Linked DNA regions of Sus scrofa: region 1 is linked to region 2. The links are chromatin contacts, called in public HiChIP or PLAC-seq maps. All regions are on one chromosome and are shown on one strand. The core of a region is the stretch at or near the end of the contact, and the rest is flanking DNA. Distances in the headings are between cores, read along the strand shown.

Region 1 (5,369 bases), core at 2,576-5,075, 200 kb before region 2:
AACAAAAATACCAATTGTGAACAACATGTAGAAGAGGGAATGGAGAAAATGGACTACGGAGAAGCCAGAGAGATACACACTCCAAGTGGAGGAGAAACAGCTGAAGTAGGCATCTCCAGCGGACTTAAGCGAGGGACTTGGGGGCCAAGAGGACTTTGTTCCAGGTCACATACCTGATGAGAAGAAACATAAATCCCTCTGTTCCTAGGAGCTACCAAAGCCTGTTTTCCAATAATTCCTAGAATGCCAGTTCCCAGTTTATCCTCCTTTTGGCAAGAGGGAATCAACTACAGGGAACAGACCAAAAAACAACTCTTCTGACACTTCTGGATCAACAGGTTAACCTGTAAAGCTAAATGAGGTATACATGCTTTTTAAAGCCAGCCAAAAAAAGATGTACTGTGATTTCAGGGCACTCTCATGCAAAAAAAATGATTTTGTTAATGAATATCTAACATTCTTTCTGAGATAAAGCTTTTATTCTGTAATGGTAGGGGGAGAGCTACTTAAAATGCCTGGCTGAGGTAATACCTAGAGAAAAAGTGTTATGAATGATCACGCTCAATATGTCAATGAATGAATGAACAATTCTAACTGTTAACACAAAGTCATAAATGTGAGTGCAATCATCACGGGACTGGGGATAAAGGAAATAAAAGACGATGGCAATAAAAGACAATGAATCAGAGATATCACAGCTTTGGTTTCTTTACCATCAACCAGATGAGGAAAAGGGGAAACATGGTTATGAACACCAAAGTCTTCTATATTAAAAAAAAAAGAAAAACTTTGCCCCCAGGGAATCCATTTATTGTGATTATTACCAGTACATAAATAACTTTTTTCATATTTTTAGGGCCACACCCGCAGCATATGGAGGTTTTCAGGCTAGGGGTAGAACTGGAGCTGTAGCTACCAGCTTACACCACAGTCACACCAATGTCAGATCCAAGTCACATCTGCGACCTACACCACAGCTCAAGGCAATGCCAGATCCATAACCCACTGAGCAAGGCCAGGCATCAAACCTGTGTCCTCATGGATACTAGTCAGATTCACTGCACTGAGCCACAACAGGGACTCCCACAAACATAATTTTTTTTAAATGCCTATCTGGAGTTCCCTTGTGGTGCAGTGGGTTAATAAAGATCCAGCATTGTCACTACAATGGTTTGGGTCACTGCTGTGGCACCGGTTTGATCCCTGGTCCTGGAATCTCCATATGCCACAGGCGAGGCCAAAAAAGAAAGAAAAAAAAAAAAAAAAATGCATCTCTAGGCAGCTGAAAAGCTACCATGCTCGGCACAAGGAGATGAGCAATAAAAAATTAATGAGAGAAATCTAATACTCCCGGTGCTTTCTAAAGAGTAAGCACTCAGAGTTCCCGTCGTGGCTCAGTGGTTAACGCATCCAACTAGGAACCATGAGGTCGCGGGTTCGGTCCCTGCCCTTGCTCAGTGGGTTAAGGATCCGGCGTTGCGGTGTAGGTTGCAGACGCGGCTCAGATCCCGCGCTACTGTGGCTCTGGCGTAGGCTGGTGGCTACAGCTCCGATTAGAACCCTAGCCTCGGAACCTCCATATGCCACGGGAGCAGCCCAAGAAAGAGCAAAAAGACAAAAAAAATAAATAAAATACAATAAAATAAAGAGTAAGCACTACTAAAGTTCCCTTCGTGGCTCAGCAGTTAACGAGCCAGACAAGGATCCATGAGGATGCAGGTTCAATCCCTGTCCTCACTCAGTGGGTTAAGGATCTGGCATTGCCCTCAGTTGTGGTGTAGGTCACAGACAAGGCTCAGATCTGGTGTTGCTATGGCTGTGGCGTAGGACGGCAGCTGTAGTTCCAATCTGACCCCTAACCTGGTAGCCTGGGAATTTCCATATGCTGTGAGTACGGTCCTAAAAAGAGTAAGCACTACTTAGGGGAAAAAAACTGGGCAGGGTGTGGAGGATCAGAAAAGCAGTAAATAAGTATCAGAAAACATCAGGAGTTCCCACTGTGGCTCAGCAGTTATAAAACTGACCAATAGCCATGAGGATGTCAGTTCAATCTCCGGCTTCACTCAGTGGGTTAAGGATCAAGTGTTGCCACAAACTGTGGTGTAGGTCACAGATTCAGCTAGGATCCAGCATTACTATGGCTATGGTAGGCCAGCAGCTGCAGCTCCAATTCAACCCCTAGCCTGGGAACTTCCATATGCCCTAAGGTATGGCCAGAAAAAGGGGGAAAAAAAAAAAAACACCAGGGAGTGCAGTGTTTTAATACTATATCAGTTTTATCATTGGATTGTCATATAGTGGCACATTTATACAAGTATTAAAGCCTGATACAAAGAGCAGAGTAGGACAATAAAAATGGTATAATAATCATAATGAATATTCTAATTTAACATATCCTTGATAATATTTGTTATTACTCAGTAAAGAACAATCTCTAGAATACTAAGACTTTAAATTATTGTAATTATTACAGGAAAAATAATTTTTATATTCCCACAGAGACATTTATCAACTGCCATACGACATTGGCCTCAATCAATTGCTAAAATATACAGCAGATATGCTACATTTACTTTATACAGAACCAAAATTTCATGGATATAATGCTTGAATTTTGGAGGAAGAAACATATGATGGAATTTGAATTATTTTAAAATAAATCCTCTGTTTAAAGTCTGAATGAACTTCAACATTCTTCAAACAAAAAATAAACTTTTATTAAATTAATAGAAACTTTACAAAGAATGAAAATATAATATTAGATGCTAGCAATTTGCTACATTTTTTGATAAAAATTTGATGTTATAATTTGGTAAAGAGATAGAATACACTAGGTATAGAAGATAAAAGTTCCTTGTTATTAGCATAATAGCTGCTAGAATTATCAACTGACAGAGTAACAGTACACATGGGGTTGTGAAGCCTACAGATCTTTTAAGACAGTTTATATATGTAGAACAATTATCACTTAGTTTAATGGTCCTTTATAATTTGTATACAATCTATCACTTTACCTACTCCGATTAATAGCCATCTAAGCAAGGTCTATTAATTAGAAAGCGTAGGTAAGCTTTGTATAAAACGATTAAGAATATTCTGAGATTGTTAAATACATTAAAAGATGACATTTAATTAAGTAAATAAATCCCTTACTCTTCCATGTTGGTTAGAACACTCCACACAGCTGACTTGGATGTTTCCATGCTTAGCACCAGGAATGATCTGCACACATTCAAAGTCATTTGCCAAAATAACAATATCACAGCCTGATCCATATGCCTAAAAAGAAAAGTTTTACATTATATAAGATATGTAACTTGAGAATTATCATCAGTTTCTTACTTTTTGTTGCCATTGTAAAGGATACTATGACACATTAAACAAAAGTAGTTAATGTAAGAATATTAAAAATATAAATTTCCAATTCAGAAAATTACAAGTCAAATGAAAATCATGGGGGTGATGACACCCCATAAATCATTCTGTTTAGAATTTCTTTCTGAAGCTCATCTCAGTAATAAACCCTAAATAATAAGAACTCCATCTGAAATCAACAGGGTATTGAAGGCTGCAATTGTAGTTCCAGGGTTCAAACCAGGCTTGAAGAAGATCAAGATAGAAATCAAATGTATTTTCCAACATAATCCCACATGGCTTAAAGAGCTAGTTAGATAGACATTAAACCCCCGAGGCAGAACTACATGCACTAAGGCAAATGCTAAACATACTCACCTGCCTAAGTGAATCCATGATGACACCTGCCTACCCCGTCCCCTCAACGTTACCAGGCAGGAGAGAGTGAGGAAACCAACCCAACTCTGTCTCTCCTCTTTCTCCTCTTCTTTTTTTCTCTCCCCCTCCCTCTCTCTCTCACTCACTCTCACACAAACACACACAGACACATACATTAAATAAAAATAAACTAATTTATATAAAAAGTGGCAAATATTTAGTCTGGAAAATAAAACACAAAATTAAGTTCCTGGAAAATTCCCTTGTTCAACATAACTATAATAAGTAAAACCACATATTTCTTCCTTTTGTTACACTTCTTGGTATATGCTATTCCTGTTTTGCAACTTTGTGAATTTTATGATGACATAAGGGACAGAGGGTGGGGACATTTTTCTCTTTCGTCCAAATTCAACTTATGATGAAATATTCAAAACAACCTAATAATGTAATGCTCAAATGAAAAAGCCCCATAAAAAGCAACATGAATATAATATCTATAGGTGGCATTTTTTCCCCACTATTTCTACAGCCTTAAGCAATATGGTCATGCCCTACAAAATACAGAAGTCCAATAGCCGCCTGACATGTGATAATATCTAAGTCAATGAGGTCCATCTAATGGCTAATGAAAGAGGGAACTGAAGATAAAGACCAGAGAAGAAAACAAACACTACTTCTAACTGGTCATCAAAATTTCCAAGGCACTGCCAAAATCCTGCTCTAACTATTATAAACTATCTTCAAAAAGCTCCCCAAATGAAAGACAAAGACAGAATATTCAGCAAAGGAAATACAGAAAAAAATCACTCCCAGGAGGAAATAACCACTTATATTCTTACAGACAATGCAGATTTGCTATACTATGCATTTGAGAAAGTTAAACTGAATAGAAATACTGAGTACAAGTAGGATAAATGTGTCACCATGCTAATCTTTACAATTGTATTATTTAAAAACAAAAATACTGTCATTACCATTATATATAGAAAGATTCAAATTTATTTGCCCAAGATGCTATACAGCTAGTAAGGGGAAGACGTTCAGACTCAAGTCCTTAGAATTCTAGTGCTCCTTCTTCTACATTACATGTCAAAGAGAAAAAATATTCCAGCTGAATATCAGAACACTTGTTTCTCTAAAGATGGGCTACCCGGAGCAATTGATGATATAGGCATATAGGCTCTTACTTCTCAGTCACTGGAAAGGATTTTCACTCCTCCCGAAATAGCCATCATTGTCTGACCTTTTCCAGAGGTACCACACTCCTCAGCATTAGGAAATCTTGCCATTTTTCTGAACAGCAATAGTTCTCAAACATGGCTGCATCAAAATCACTTAGGGAACTTGTTAAAAATACAGATTGCTTGGTTCCACCCCAGAATCACTGAATCAGAATCTTCATGGATAAAAGAATTTGGCAATATCTATTAAAATTTTAAATATAATATACCCTTTGATTAAACAAGTCCCTATTTTACTATAAGCATACTTACAAAGGGGGAGGGATAGTCGCTGCCTCATTACTTAAAGCAGCAAAAGCTGAAAATAAACATACCATCTATAAGTAGGGAAATAGTTTAAAAAATGACTAAATAACCATACAGTGGAATAAAAGTTTAGAGACCACTGATCTA
Region 2 (4,963 bases), core at 2,449-4,948:
AGAATTCTTCCATTATTCTTTTCTATTCCTCTCTCTTCCTATACTATCCTGAAAATTAAAGCTCTAAAACAGAACTCACAGGAGGGTGGGGTCTGGTCAAGAGTCCAGGGGGAGGATTAAGGTTTGAGAAATAGAGATTCGTTGTTTCTCTTTTGCATCTCAGATTCTTTGGTTCGGTTATTATATCTGAAAGAGGTCCACATGAAGCAGCAATAACTATCCATGGATTTTCTTTTGGGGGTTAGAATTTGCTCTAGGGCCTCCTGCACTTTTGGCTCCATGGAATGTCAGTCACTGAGACTTCTTCTCATTGTGGTTGAAAAACACCAACCTTTGAGCTGTAACTCAGAGCCACACCATTCTCATGCTTGCTTAGTTGAGAATAATCTTACTGTCATTTATATTGGAGTCTTGTTGGAATCAGAGCATATGAAAGGAAGGTCATTTGGTGGGGGAAGGTCATCTCTGATTTTTATGGGAGAGTCCTTACATTTTCTTTTTAAAATTAAAATTTGTGTCTTAGATGTAGTCAAAGGTGAAAAGGTGAAGCCAGTATTTGAGGAACCACCCAATCCCACAAATGTGGAAGTAAGTCTACAGCAGATGAAAGCTAATGATCCCAGCCTGCAAGAGGTCAACCTCAACAACATTAAGGTATTTCATTATGATTGTTGCTAATCACTTTATTTATCATGAAGTCAGAAAACTTACTGGAGATGACTGACTGCCTGCCTGACTTTACACTTGTTTGAAATTTTTTGTAGTCACTGATTTTGAGGCAAAACATTCTGTTCTAAAGAAGGGAGTTTTTTAAAAGGATGATTTCTAAATTTCTAGAAAAGAATCACAGTACTTGCTTTAAACATACTGTATTAGTTATCTATTGCTGAGTAACATTACTCTAAAACTTAGAGGCTTAAAACAACAAACATTTATTATTTCACACATTTCTGAGTGTCAGGAATCTGGGAGTGACTTGGCTAGGTAATTGTGGCTCTGGGTCTCAAATGAGGCTATCGTAAACCTGTCAGCTCGAGCTGCAATCATCTGAAGGCTTTACAAGGGCACACAAATCCATTTCCAAGATGGTGCATTTGTGTGGCTGTTGGCAGGAGACCTGTTTCTCACCACATGGACATCTCATTAGGGGTACCTGAGCATCCTCACCTCATTACAACTGGCTTCCAAGTGGTCCAAGAGAAAGAGCGTAAGCTGGAAACCACAATGCCTTTCATGAGCTTTTCTCTGAAGTCACATATTGTCAGTTCTGCTTTCACAATAAGTCAGGTCACTGTCAAAGGGAAGGAACGTGTGTGTGTGTGTGTGTGTGTGCGCGCGCGCGTGCACCTATAAGAAAAAACATTGCCTGACATCTTGTTCATTCATTCTTATTGGGCCAATATCTAGCACTTAATAATATTAACCAACTTTTATGGAGTACTTGGTATGTGCCATATCCTTTGCTAAATACTTGAAATTCATTACCTCATTTAATCCTTAGTGCCACTTAAAGAGGGTAAGTTGCCCACAGTCACAGAGCTGGTCTGTAGTGCATCCAGAGCTCATGCTGGCCTATAGTTGTGCTCTATATTGTCTCCCTCTTCAGTGTTCGGTACTATGCTAAGTGCTGTAGAAGAGGAAGTAAGATTCATTCAGTCTTTATTCTGAAGAACTTAAATTAGGAGAAAAGCACTAAGCAATAATTACAACAGGATATGGTAAGCCCCCAAAAATGTTGTGGAAATTCAGGCAAGGAAAATTTTGATTCTGCCTGGGAGAGCCCATAAATAAAAGAAGCAATATTTCTGCTGAGTCTTGAAAGATGAGTAGAAATTAGAGCAAAGATAAAGGAATTCCTAGGCAAAAGGAAAAGCATATAAAGGTATGGACAGAGGAAAACCTATGGTGTAGTAAAAGGACAGCAATTAGGTCAGTTTGGCTAGAATATAGAGAAGGAAAGAGAAAAAGGGAAGTATGGTGTATGCATCATTGGGGGGATCAAGTAAATGGAAAAATGATGCCAGAATGTCACATTGTATTAGGTTCCCTTATTGGACACTAGATGGGGGTATTGACTCAGGATAGGTCAGTTGCTAGAGCATAGATGATGAATCTATTCTCATCTCTTTGGGGGGATGGTGTGCAATTAGCCATCTAAATATATGAGGTGTTTAAAAAATCTGTGGAACCTTAGCTTGGGGGGCAGGTGTACAGGTGATTCATCACCTATCTGTGTCTTCCTCATCCTAGAACATTCCAATTCCAACCCTGAAGGAATTTGCAAAGGCTCTAGAGACCAATACTCACGTGAAGAAGTTCAGCCTGGCGGCAACCCGAAGCAATGACCCTGTGGCAATTGTGAGTAAAATTCTTAAGAGTAACATGAAAGGATAACTTGATCCCCTTGCTGTACAGTGGGAAAATAAAAAAAAAAAAGAGTAACATGAAAATATTTAATTCATTAGAAGCTATTTTTAACTTGTCTTATCAATTAACAATTTTTATTTTTTGTTTTTGTCTTTTTAGGGCCACACCCAAGGCATATGGAAGTTCCCAGCCTAGGGGTCAAATCTGAGCTGCAACTGCTGGACTATGCCACAGCCACAGCAACGCCGGATCCTTAACCCACTGATTAAGGACAGGGATTGAACCCACATCCTCATGGATGCTAGTTGGGTTTGTTACCCCTGAGCCATGATGGAAACTCCAATTAACAATTTTTAGCTCTGATAAATTTATTTTCTTTATCGTTAATAAATAAGTTATAATGAGACAGTAAAACAAGAACCCAACTGCCAGACACTTTGAGCCCACTGGAATTTTGTTAGCACTACACTTTTAGGAGAAACAAGATTAGGCCTTTAGCTAAATAAATATTTAGATTTTATTCTGTGCTTAGTACAAATTTGCTGAAACATTTTCACCTACAACATTCTGTCATTGTAAATGGATATTATAAGACCCATCAAAGCCTACAGGAACTCGACCCATAAAAAGATGTTAACATATTTCATTTTAACCTTTGAAATGGATTGATATATCTCAAAAATATTTTAAACCACCAAATCTTGTAATATTTTTTTGTTTGATACTATTAACCAGTGCTAAAAGAAAGAAAAAGAAAAACAATGGGAGTTCCCATCATGGCTTAGTGGTTAATGAACCTGACTGGCATCCATGAGGACACAGTTTTGATCCCTGGCTTCACTCAGTGGGTCAAGGCTCTGGTGTTGCCGTGAGCTGTGGTGTAGGTCACAGGTGCGGCTCGGATCCCCCATTGCTGTGGCTGAGGCATAGGCAGGAGGCCACAGCTCCAGTTAGACCCCTAGCCTGGGAACCTCCATATGCCTCGGGTGCAGCCCTAAAAAGACAAAACAAAAACAAAAACAGCAACCACCAAAAGCCCTATTCCCTCTACTTGCTTTAGATAATTCAAGTAAATAAGGAAGCCCCTGGTCTCCTGTAAATACTGGTACCATTGCCATTGTCAGTGTTAATCCTCTTAGTAACAGCTTGCATTTCTTGAGTACTGACCTCTGTGCTTTACACGCATCATCCCATGTAATCCCCACTAAAATACAATGATGTATGTACTATTATTAGTTCCAACTTTAACAAATGAGCAATCTGAGGCTCAGAGAGGTTAAGAAACTTTTCCAAAGTAACACAACAAGCACGTGGTAGAGCTAGGGTTTACCACCAAGTCTTTCTGGTTCCTCAACCAGGATGCCTAACCACCAAGCTATGCTGTACTTACAGTGCCTCACTGCCATGCATTTGCAGAAACATGCCAGTTAGCAGCAGCCTGAGCAGAAGCCTGTGGTTCTACAGCATCTGAAGCTCAGCACTTGAGTTAGACTGGGAAAATAAAAGTTTTCTTGTCTTGAAGATGTGATTTAAAGTAATATGTCTTTTGGCGGATCTAAAATAGCATTAAAAATGGGTAACATGGGGGCTCCCACTGTGGCACAGCAGCATCAGTGGCATCTCTGTAGCACCAAGAATGCAGGTTTGATCCCAGTCCTGCCCAGTGGGTTAGAGGACCCAGCATTGCCACAGCTGCAGTGTAGGTCCACAACTGTGGCTCAGATCTGATCCCTGGCCTGAGCACTCCATCTGCTGTGGGGCAGCTGAAAAAAGAAAAAAAAAACAGACACATGAAAGTAATGATGACCCATCATGGTGCTGGCACAGAATAGATGTTTGAAAAATCCTTGTCAAGTGAAATGAATGAATGAAGATACCCTTCGCCTCTTAGCAATAGACAATATTTTCTGATGATAGCAAACTTTAAATAAGCACTTAGGTAGAAAGGGACTAAGCTACAAAATTGATGTTTTCACCAGCAATCATTTCATATCTAAATTTGCAGGTTGAAAGCAATTTTTGAAACTTACTATTAAAATATAAAAAGGGCAGAACTAGAAGGTGAAATTAGCAATTTAAGGGTTCATATCTTTGTATGATTTTGTTTATAATCTCTACCCTTTAGTAGGTTTGCTTTCAATAAAGCAAAAATATTCACAATATATTTTGTATGTAAGTAACCAAAGGGGTAAATAAAGAAATGATTTGTCATTTCTATTTAACATACTGTTTATAGTAAAATGGCAGGGATGTGAATAGTTTATAATTCATTGTCAGCACTACTAGTAAATGATCTAACTTCTACTCTAGGTCAAATAGATAACTTGCTGGGTTTTTTTTTTTGTCTTTTTTTTCTGTCTTTTCTAGGGCTGCACCCAAGGCTAAGGGTGCAATCGGAGATTCCAGGCTAAGGGTGCAATCGGAGCTGTAGCTGCTGGCCTACACCAGAGCCATAGCAACGCCGGATCCTCAACCCACTGAGCAAGGCCAGGGATCAACCTGCAACCTCATGGTTCCTAGTTGGATTTGTTAACCGCTGAGCTGCGACAGGAACTCCCTCAAATAGATAACTTGTTAAATGGACTAAATAAATTCC

Evidence for each region. HiChIP or PLAC-seq counts read pairs in DNA pulled down with a chosen protein or histone mark.
Region 1: a contact with region 2 is called in an H3K27ac HiChIP or PLAC-seq map of alveolar macrophages. The contact joins two enhancer-like sites. A contact is called at or near these places in 1 of 47 Hi-C or Micro-C datasets (epiblast stem cells) and 1 of 2 datasets of contacts at active chromatin or transcription factors (alveolar macrophages).

What each region holds. Positions count from the first base shown.
Region 1 is chr1:120,173,932-120,179,300 of Sscrofa11.1, reverse strand. It overlaps DMXL2 (dmX-like protein 2), which reads right to left. Exons shown (of 42, transcript XM_021095456.1): 2 at 3,154-3,279. Among named protein-coding and RNA genes, the nearest start is that of DMXL2, 38 kb to the right of the region's middle. Within about 2 kb of position 3,825, at least 1 of the 83 cell types and tissues checked has an H3K27ac peak or open chromatin away from gene starts, as enhancers often do. A contact at or near this core is called in alveolar macrophages, where this site is marked.
Region 2 is chr1:119,974,171-119,979,133 of Sscrofa11.1, reverse strand. It overlaps TMOD2 (tropomodulin-2), which reads left to right. Exons shown (of 10, transcript XM_001925676.5): 6 at 524-654; 7 at 2,251-2,358. Among named protein-coding and RNA genes, the nearest start is that of TMOD3, 28 kb to the right of the region's middle. Within about 2 kb of position 3,698, at least 1 of the 83 cell types and tissues checked has an H3K27ac peak or open chromatin away from gene starts, as enhancers often do. A contact at or near this core is called in alveolar macrophages, where this site is marked.